Linked DNA regions of Sus scrofa: region 2 is linked to region 1. A link is a contact called in public Hi-C data. All regions are on one chromosome and are shown on one strand. Each heading gives the region's core, a stretch centred on a gene start, on an enhancer-like site or on the middle of the called end of the contact. The rest is flanking DNA. Distances are from core to core; before and after follow the strand shown.

Region 1 (5,639 bases), core at 2,577-5,076:
TCAACAACCTTCTGCTAAATATCTGCTATGTGCCCTGGAACTGGAGAGAAAAAGATAAAATATATTCTATATCCTTAGCCTCCTGGATCTTTATTTCCACGTTATGTTTGAGTTCCTGAGAGAGAGAGGTCTGGGGAGGATAAGACCTTACTGAAATCACTTTTATATCTTAATGCTTACCATTGTCTGGCATACAGTCGTTGTTCAAAAGATATTTCTTTCTTTGTGTGTGTGTGTGTGTGTGTGCTATTTTAGGGCCGCACCCACGGTATGTGGAGGTTCCCAGGCCAGGGGTTGAATTGGAGCTACAGCTGCTGGCTTGCACCACAGCCACAGCAATGCCAGATCCATGCAGAGTCTGCCACCTACACCACAGTCCATAGCAACACCAGATCCTTAACCCACCGAGTGAGGCCAGGGATTGAATCTGAATCCTCACAGATCCTCATTGGGTTTGCCAACTGCTGAGCCATGGAGGGAACTCCCTAAAAGATATTTCTTAAATTGATTTGAAAGAAGAACTGGGGAGTAAGATTCTCATTCTAAAGATTATGCTCCAAGGATGAAGTTTGGGGAGACCTCCAAAGATTTAGGTCAAAAAGATTCTTCCTGTGTTAGAGATTCTTTTAATCTTAAAATCAAATCACATTTATTTTGTTCATTAATTCAGGAGATATTTACAAGGCTTTACCTTCTATCGTGTTCTGTGATAGACACTGAAGAAAAGATAAATACCCAATGAATATAGCATACATGTACATAGATAAATGTATGTACAAAATATATACATATATATGTCAAGTAGTATTATTATTGTTATTAGTACATGGAAAACCTGTAACTTGTCCTTCAGCAGTAGAATTATGACAAGAGTCTATTTTGTTAAAACTTTAAGAGTTCAAGAGCCTCTCCCTTTAGGCAAAAGCTCTATAAAGGACTATGTCTTCCTTTATAGCATCAATCCTAGCATAATATTGGGATTGGTAGATGTTCAGAAAGAATCTGATGCATGAATCGTACAGCCATTATTTTGAGTGTTTAACTCTAGGGAAGATATTTCCTTCTGTCTAAAAAAGAGAACCCCATTGCTTTACAAGGAAATGGTACATATTAAGGTAGAATTAATTTTCAATCAGGCAGGTTTGGAAACAAGTTTGGGTTTGTTTTTACATTGATGAAAATCTCAGGATTTCATGATAACCTATGCAATCTTACACTAGGCATGGCCATGGGACTGGAAGAGTAAAAAAAAAAAAATCAGTGGAAAGTTCTCTTTTATATATTTAAAAAGTAGGAGTTCCTGTGGTGATGCAGTGGGCTAAGAATCCAACTGCCCTGGCTTGGGTCACTGCAGAGACACAGGTTTGATCCCTGGCCTGGCACAGAGGGTTAAATGATCCAGTGTTGCCACAGCTGCAGCAGTTTGCAGCTGTGGCTCAGATTCGATCCCTAGCCCAGGAACTTCCTTATGCCACAGGGGCAGCCATAAAAAAAGAAAAGAGAAGAAAAGAAAAGAAAAGAGAAGAAGAGAGTAATAGGCTCACCATATAGAGAAGCATAAATTTGAGATTGTACATGTCATTAAATTCACTTGTCTCTATTGTTATATTTTATCTGTCTCTATTGAACTACAATAGCTTAAAAAGCCTCATTACCAAGAAACACAGCAAGAACACTTGATATAACGAGACTGAGCTTAATAAAGCAAAAGGAGTCAATTGCTTAACTAGGCAAATAATTTTGAAACTTTCCTTCCAACACAGCAAAAGATGGCCCAGGACTCCATAGCCAGAAGGTCTGATGTTGTCTCCCCGTTAAAGTAAGACTCAAATGTTATAAAGGATTTCCCTGAAAGGCAGCAAGTATTACATCAAAAGAAAATGACTGCCTGTACAGGAGCAGGGTGTACCTAAAAAGTTATTTCATCTCAATTCTGAAATGATTTGAGGGCAGCACCTCTAGGTCTTAATTTTTTTTTACTGCCAAAACAACTTTCCAAACCCTCAGCAAGATTGAGCTAATGTTTATGAAAGTACTTTGCAAATTCTAAAGTACTCTGTAAGCTTAGTTGTACTATTTCTATTATGTGCTGAGAGTCTGATATTTTTCCTGTGGCTCATCAGAGAAACTTACTCTTTCAGAGCTAAGTAAAATATGATTATTAAAGCAGAATCATTAGAAATATGTCCAGACAGGCGTTCCTGTCATGGCTCAGTGGTAATAAACCCAACTAGGATCCATGGGGATGCTGGTTCGATCCCTGGCATCACTCAGTGGGTTAAGGATCTGGCGTTGCCATGAGCTGTTGATGTAGGTCGCAGACATGGCTCGGATCCCATGTTGCTGTGCCTGTGGCATAGGCTGGCAGCTGCAGCTCTGATTCAACCGCTAGCCTGGGAACTTCCATATGCCATGGGTGCAGCCCTAAAAAAAGCAAAAAAAAAAAAAAAAAAAGAAAAGAAAAGAAAGAAAGAAAGGAGGGAAGGCGTCCAGAAAAAAAATGGCATTTTCTAAAGGACAGAAAACACACGTCTCTCTCTTAGAGTGTCTGAGTAAGGACTATCTTCAAGTCTTCTGTTAATGAGGCCATCTCTGGCCCCTTTGGTGTGGCCCTTCAGATGTTGTAATGCCTCTAAAGCTACTCTATTAAAAAGGAAAAAACTAACTATACGACAGATGGGCAAGTGCCCATTACGGACCTATACTGTCAGTGTACCTTCTGCAGCATGGTCTTACTTGCTCCTGTGATGATTCCTGGGCTCACAGTGGTCAGTGAAGCACTTAGGCAGGACGTGGAAGGTTCTAAGGGGGCAGCATTCATGCCCCAGCCTCCATTCTTGTGTCTGCATGTGAGAGAGAATGATGCAGACATCTTAAAAGCCTAAGAAAAGACCCAGAGTCTAGAAAGTTCAGGCTTCAGCTGCCTTTATTAGGATGAACTGCACTTGTGTGTTATGGAAATGAGCTAAGCATAACTCTCCTAGTAGAAAGAAAGGAAGGAAGTATTAAGAAATATTTGCTGATTCATAGGAGCCCATTCTGGCTCAAGGGTAATGAACCTGACTAGTATCCCTGAGGATGCAGGTTCGATCCCTGGTCCCGCTCAGTGGGTTAAGAATCCAGCGTTGCTATGAAATTATTGGTGTAGGGCGCAGATGCAGCTCTGATCCCACGTTGCTGTGGCTGTGGCATAGGCTGGTGGCAACAACTCCAGTTGGACCCCTAGCCTGGGAACTTCCATATGCTGCACATGTGGCCCTTAAAAAAAAAAAAAGCAAACAAACAAAAGAAATATTTGCTGAGTCACTGTTTGCTCCATAAAACTATCTATTATGAGAGACAAAAATGAAGAAATAATATGTCCTAGACAAGGTAAAAATAGTAAGTGGAAATGGTGCTTCCTCTTCCTTGTCTCTAAAGAATGACCAAAGCTCTTCCTCTCTGAAGTAGTTAGATACATGCCAGAATAAAAGGAAGGCAAAAACAGAAACCCATGTAGCTCTTTCACACTGAGGGGTTAGATACAGGAAACTGGTTACATTGGGAGAGATGAGGAGCCAGATGCGAGCTTGGTCGTAACCCAGAGCTTCGCGATAGCAGCAAGCTGCTTCTACAATTGAGGAAGTGTAATTGCTGGAAGTGATGAGCTAGGGCTGTTTGGCAGGAGTTTAGGACAAGGATGAGGACTCCTGCCAGGAGCTGGGACCACCGTGGCAGGAGCTAGGCAGAGGGAACTGGAGCCACAGGGCAGCATGGCTTCAGAGACGACTTGGGAAGCACCCAGTTTCTTTCAGTGCCTTTAGTGCCTCCAGTCCTCCACCAGGGACGCTCACTGGCCCAATGGCCCAAAGAGAGCAGCAAGGGAGCCTGGGAAATGTAGTCTCCTCTGACAGGGCAGAGGTTCAGCGGGGAAGGGCGGGAGGGCAAATCTGTAACTGACCCCTGTGCCCTCTGAGAGGACTTTCCCCAGTGGCACATGGAGCTTTATCCCTATAGAAGTTAAATTAATTTAAATCAACTTATAGATGATATATCTTTGTGTCTTTTATTTTCCGCTCATGTTTAATTAGTGATCTGAGAACAGGTTTGCTGATTAAGATTATATACTTAACCAGAATTTAGTTATAAAGGACAGTCAGTTCTAAATCATCTGGCAAAGTGGAAGAAAAAAAAAAAAAAAAAAAACTGGATTCTGCCTCCATTAGGAGCATCCATCCAGAGAGGTAACCTGGAAACGCTCTCAGAAGCGTATTCCTTAACCAAAGTCTCTGCTTAGGTCAACTTCTTAACCTATAAGGGAAGGAAACTTTGGTTTCTCACCTGCTTCAGGGCTGAGCTTCCGTGCTTTCTTCCAGGCAGTGAGTGACCTCTGTTCTGTGTGTCCTTAGCTTTTCTTTTTGGAGACTGAGCCCTGAGAATTGGATGGGAAAAGCTGACCAAACACCTAGTTGTTCATTGGAAAGTAAGTTTTGAGTTGAGGTAATATGTTCTCATTTGTGTTAGCACCAGAGTCTCATGCCTGCTCAGAAAATCCTTCCTAACAGATAGTACAGCTTATCTATAGCTCAAACTTGAGTCCAGACCTGAAGACAAGAGATACAAGAGAGAAGTGAAAGAAACAAAGATTCTATTACCCTGACCCAGAGACAGCAGATCTGAAGCACTTTTTTTTTTTTTTTTTTTTTTTTTGGTCTTTTTTGTCCTTTCAGGGCCGAACCCGTGGCACATGGAGGTTCCCAGGCTAGGGGTCCAATCAGAGCCGCCAGCCCATGCCAGAGCCACAGCAATGCCAGATCTGAGCCATGTCTGCAAGCTACACCACAGCTCACGGCAACACCCGATCCTTAACCCACTGAGCAAGGCCAGGGATTGAATCCGCAACCCCACGGTTCCCAATTGGACTCACCTCCGCTGCACCACGATGGGAACTCCTGAAGCACATTTTTGAAATGTGCTCTTTAATGCCCTTGCCTGTATCGCTCTTCAGCCAGGGTAAAAGCCTCTGCCAAATGCTCAGATCCTCCCAATACAACTGCCCTGGGCGCCCAAGCTAGCAACCCAAACCACGCAGAAAATTTAACTTCCCTCCTTTCCAAAAGACAATGACAATCAAAACAAATTTAATACATTTTCCTTCACTGAAGTTCATAATAATAGTTAATATTTATTTAGGAGTTCCCATGGTGGCTCAGTGGGTTAAGAACTCGACATAGTGTCCATGAGGATGTGGGTTCAATCCCTGGCCTCACTCAGTGGGCTAAAGATCCGGTGTTGCCATGAGCTGTGGTGTAGGTCGAAAATATAGCTCAGATCCCACATTGTTATGGCTGGGTGTAGGCCAGTAGCTGCAGCTCCAATTTGATCCCTAGCCCAGGAATATCCATTTGCCGAGCATGCAGCTATAAAAAGAAAAAAGAAATATTTAGTGCATTCTATGCACCAAGCATGTCTAAATACTTTACATAAGTCAACTCATCTAATCCACACAACATATCTATGTGATGAGTTTTATTACAATGTCCATTCTACCAGTGAAAAAACTGAGACACAGAGGAGTTAGATAGCTTGCCCAGGACTCCGCAGATTCTCAAAGCCCAACAGTTTGACTCCAACGAATGTCTTTGTCACTACGCCAAGTT
Region 2 (5,365 bases), core at 1,986-4,485, 250 kb before region 1:
GTTGCTAATCTTATGGCCAAGGGCAGAAATTCAAGGGGGACAGAGGCCTATCACTCACACTTACAAAGATTCTGCTTGGAAGTGGCATATGCCCAGTAGGATTCTGTTGGCCAAAGTGAGTCTCTTGACCAAGCTCCGAGATATTGGGGTGAGGAAGTATCCTATGCCTGTCGGTGAATGTGACAAAAGTAGGCAGGGAATAAAAATTAAGAACAAATAATGGAATCTAACTCACTCAGTAACCTGTCTAGAGTTGTGTTCCTCTCCAATTCAGCTCACACAATTTATCTCACAAACAGGATTGTGACAATCACTCAGCAGGCTGGAGATTATTAAGAGCTGGGGTGAAGGAAGAATTAGTGACCTCCTCAGAAAAACGAGTCTTGAGAGATAAATAGAATTTTCTAAAAGAGGGGAGGAAAGGATAAACGTAATTGACCCTAAGAGTTCCAGAGAACAATAACCTGGGAAACCTTCTGAATGAAGAGGGCCCTATTTTCTACTATCACGAGACTGTGCAGACAGCTCTTCATTTGAATGTCTCAATTGCAGAGCAATGATTTGTTCAATTGTCCCCTCTTCCCTGTGCCTGTACAACTTCAGACTTGATGGCAAGCATGTTGTCTTTGATTACTCACTCCTAGCAAAGGGCCTTGAACATAGTAGGCATTCAAAATGCTTGAGGGGCACGTGTTTATGTTCAGAAAGTTCTGATGTAGATATCTGGGTGCTCTTGATCATTCTGCTGGTCTGAGACTGATGGATTTTAACTGGCAAACAGATGGTCATTTTCTAACATTCCGTGCATGTTCTGGTGACATTACTTCTTTTAGCTTTTCTTTAAATGCCCTTATTTGGTCCTAACTTATTTCCTCTCCTCTTTTGTCTTTACTTTCTTTCTTTTAAATTTGAAAAGAAAAAAAAAAGGATATTTTTCTTTTCAAGGCGCCACCCACAGAATATGGAGGTTCCCAGGCTAGGGGTCTAATTGGAGCTACAGATGCCGGCCTACACCACAGCCACAGCAATGCCAGATCCAAGCCGTATCTGTGATTTACACCACAGCTCACAGCAACGCTGGATTCTTAACCCACTGAGTGAAGCCAGGGATTGAACCTGCAACCTCATAATTCCTAGTTGGATTCGTTTCCGCTGTGCCATGATGGGCGCTCCTGAAATATAATTGATTTATAATGTTGTGTTCGTTTCTGCTGTACTGCAAAGTGATTCAGTTATACATATATATACTTTTTCACATTCTTTTCCATTATGGCGTATTGTAAGATATGGTATAGTTCCCTGTGCTATGCAGTAGGTCCTTGTTCTTTATCCATCCTATGCGCAGTAGTTTGCATCTGTTAATATCAAACTCCCAGTCCAACCCTCTCCTGCCTCGCCTTCCCCTTGGCAGCCACAAGCCTGTTCCCTATGTCTGTGGGTCCATTTCTATTTCATAGATATTAACTTACTACTTTTTAATCGTTGCTTCTCCCATCAAGACAATTAAAATGTTAGCCTGCTTTCCCGATCCGGTAGCATCTGTGAACCTAAAGGAACTCATTGTTCCGTCATTCACGTGAATCTCAAGACCACATCCAAAGCTGACCTTTTACTTGCATACTCGATGTGCACTTTAGTTCAGCTTTAGAATTTAATCCACTCTTTCTCCGTTTCCTACAAGAAAAACGCCGAGTCCCCTCTTAAGATTTTCCTTCCAGGTTCTTCACAGCCATTGCCCTTTAGGTTTGCAGCCCCATCTCCCTCCACAGACCACAAGCCTCAGCCAATTACGCCTTTTTGCTATTCCCCAAACACACCCTGCTCTTCCATTACCCTGGACTTGGCTTTTATTGATCCCTTTGCTAGGAAGCGCTCCCTCTTTTCCACTTCTAGGAAAATCCTACTCCTACTTCAAGGCTCTGCTCTGTGGAGATGTTACTCCTTGTGCCTCTAACACTTCATAATTGTCAAATGAATGAGTGAGTGAATGAAGGAATAGCTTTCTCCACGGAATTACTTCATATCAATTTGCTATTTCTGTCTTTTATAAGGGTTGGAACTTCAAGTTGTTTAGATCTTAGATTTTTGATTAGTCAATTCTATTTTAACTTGAAATCAGTAGTAGTTCTTTGGTCGCTTTTTTCCCGACATCATGATGAGGATTTAATAATATATTCCTTTGTAGATATTCTTTCTTTCCCACCATATGTGGGCTGTTGGTTTAATCAGTTTATGGGCCCAGTGCTGGCAGAGGCTCCAGTCTTTATTTTTGTGCACATTTAGGTTTGTGCCTTCTGAAAACTCAAAACTTAAAATGGACCTCATTATCTCTGGGAAGAGTAATAGGATAGATACATGTATAATGGTGTGAATTTCAATGAAATACCAAAAACTTTTTTTTTTTTTTTTTTTTTTGGTGGCCATACGTGTGGCATATGGAAGTTCCCAGGCTAGGGACTGAATCTGAACTGCAGCTGTGACCTATGCAACAGCTGCTGCAATGCCAGGTCCTTTAACCCACCTCACCAGGATGGGGATCGAACCCGTGTCTCTTCAGTGACCTGAACCTCTGCAATTTCTTAAACCACTGTGCCACGGCAGGAACTCCCACAAAATGCATTAAAAAAAATACAGATGAGTTATTATTATGGACAATAAGAGAAAAAATGGAATTGTATCTTTCAAGAAGATAGGGTGAGAGGAAGAATTTACTCTCCTGACCACAGTTTATCAGAGAGGCCTAATGACTCAGTGGAGGAGAAAAGTCTCAATTCTAATAGCGATGTCTTATGCCTGGACTCTGGGACCAACTGCTTTGGTCTGAATCCCAACTCCACCACTTGGCTTGAGCAAGGGACTGAAGCTCTCTATGCCTCCATTTCCATATCTGAAAGATTGGGGGTAATAACTGTATGCACATTGCAGGGTTGTTATGAGGACTAAGTTAATTAATACACATAAAGCACTTAGAACAGTGCTGGGCACATGGTTAAGTGCTATAAAGTGTTATTTCTGTTTCGGATTTTTTTCAAATTTAAAACAACTTTAAAAAAACCCAAACTTTTTTTAAGTTTAAGAAAGAAATCCTTGCTCTCACACTTTTGGGTTTCGATTCGGGAAATTAGTAAACTGTATGAGACTTTGAATTATTAAATAGATTCAGCTAAATTCCATTCTACCCTCGCCGCTCCCCGGCCCACAACCATTGGAGGATGCTGCCCTCTGGTGGTCACTCAGAATTGCTCTACAGCTCAATCAGACCTATGCTGAAATTTCCTTTGTCTCCACTTGCCTATAACTTACAGGCTAGTTTATCAGAAGTTAAAGTATTTTCCTCCGGGCATTACTTGAAACTTAACTGCTAAGTCATAGGAACTACATAGATTTAAAAAATTGGACTGGTAATATAATTTGCATTCTAATGGTTGGAAACAGAGGGCAAAGTGTATGATTACAAAATGTATTCTCTGTACTTTTATTGACTCGTTTGAAAATCAGATAAATAGTAGCTAAGTATCTGAACATCAAGTAGATACCTCTTTGCTATCTAAGCATTCCTTGTGGACCAAAAAGTATGAATGTTAGTATAGGTATTATATTTCATATTAAAATTTAAATGTTTTTGTTAAAATTTCATTTTTCTGGCCAAATGTTTTTCAGAATTGAGGAGCTAAAGCCATAGTTATTAAAATTAGAACTTAGGCATGTGTAAAGTCCATTAGTATTATAAGTTTAATGTTTTTCATCATCGAAACATCTTTAGTCAATGCCCTAGCTGCCTAAACCCTATTTCTTCAGGAATCCCACGTACAGACATTTATTTTCAAGTGAAATTATGAAAAACTAATTCTTTGCTAACTCTTTTGAAAACTTACAGAATGCAGTTTGATGCAAGTCAGCTCACCTCTGCTAGGGGAACTGTCATGTAATTCCCAGCACTGAAAAAGGAACATCAGAAGATCAGTGACTATTTATTTACACATTTGTTATCGTTTCTACTTGGGAATAAAGAATGAGTTTGAACTCTAAAAGCTGAGCCTGCAGGAAGCCCCATCCGTCTCTCCACACTTCTGCTGTCATTCCTATTGTAGGGAAAACATTATTCAAACCACAGGCTCCAAACTCCCAGGTAACTGAAGCCAGCAGGAAGCTCTGTTTGATATCAAGTATGTTCTTTATCAACCTTTTTGTTGTGATGGGAAGAAATGAACTAACTTTACTTTTATCTTGGCCTGTTTTAATATAACCCAGTAGGTGAATGCTTTATTGGTGTGCCTTGGCCAAACTCTTTGATATATCCTGACTTTGTGGTCATAAATTTTCCATGCAAAAAAAATTAATGGTTTTTCATCTAGCCATATCAACCGGAAAGCATTACATGTTCATAGGTTTTTATTAAAAGTGTGTTTAAAATTTTGCTTATAGGAATTGCCCCATGGAAAACACAACTTGATTTTTCACATTAGATTCCGAGAAGCCCCTCTGCCATCAACAGAGAATCAAATGTAACAATGCAATCCTGAACCGTGCGGTCAACATTATAGACTCAGTCTCAATGCTTTTTTGTATTAGAGAGACTCATGTAAGATAGGAACATGAAGTATCTTTATTTTTTTCTTCCACGAGTAGTTGGTTTTTAGCGAGCAAGCTAGCGGTGCATACATAGTGGCATTTATTAATGAGTACACTTCTAATGCTTTTATTATTTTTTATATTTTATTTTATTTTATTTTATTTTATTTTATATTTTTCTCTTCAGGGCTGCACCCACGGCATATGGGGGTTCCCAGGCTAGGGGTCTAATCAGAGCTGTAGTCACCGGCCTACACCACAGCCATGGCAATGCCAGATCCTTAACGCACTGATTGAGGCCAGGGATCGAACCCGAAACCTCATGTTCCTAGTTGGATTCGTTTTCCACTGCACCACAATGGGAACTCCTTATTTAGGTTTTGACACACCACTAAACCATCTGTTAAATCTGTTCTGTATTCTCTTCAGTATCATTTGTGTAATCTTGTTTGGATTCAGTATCTGTGTTTTATAGGGAAGAACCCAATTTGACTAAAATAGAGAAGCTTTAAGAAACACACATTTAAACTTAAACATTTAAGACTCTGGATGACCTTACACTCATGTCTTTACTATTCCTGCATCGTTTTCTGTGATGTATGGTCTATTTTGGATGCTGAATTTGCTCCAAATCCCCAGTACCCATATCATCTAAGATGAAGGATTCAAAACTTCCTAACAGAAAGAAGAAAAGTAACTTTTTTAGCCCAAGCAAGATTTTATGGTACCTTTTGTAATTTAAAAGTTATAAATAATGAAAAGACGAGTTATTTCAGGGCTATATCCAGCCCAG

What was found. A called contact is a pair of places that touch in the nucleus more often than the background predicts.
Region 2: a Hi-C map of alveolar macrophages shows a contact between it and region 1, with 3 times the contacts expected there. The contact joins two enhancer-like sites. A contact is called at or near these places in 13 of 47 Hi-C or Micro-C datasets (alveolar macrophages, brain, embryonic fibroblasts and 8 more) and 2 of 2 datasets of contacts at active chromatin or transcription factors (alveolar macrophages and skeletal muscle).

Annotation. Positions count from the first base shown.
Region 1 is chr1:26,698,073-26,703,711 of Sscrofa11.1, reverse strand. No RefSeq gene overlaps it. Among named protein-coding and RNA genes, the nearest start is that of OLIG3, 100 kb to the left of the region's middle. Within about 2 kb of position 3,826, at least 18 of the 83 cell types and tissues checked have an H3K27ac peak or open chromatin away from gene starts, as enhancers often do. A contact at or near this core is called in alveolar macrophages, where this site is marked.
Region 2 is chr1:26,943,036-26,948,400 of Sscrofa11.1, reverse strand. No RefSeq gene overlaps it. Among named protein-coding and RNA genes, the nearest start is that of IFNGR1, 91 kb to the left of the region's middle. Within about 2 kb of position 3,235, at least 3 of the 83 cell types and tissues checked have an H3K27ac peak or open chromatin away from gene starts, as enhancers often do. A contact at or near this core is called in alveolar macrophages, where this site is marked.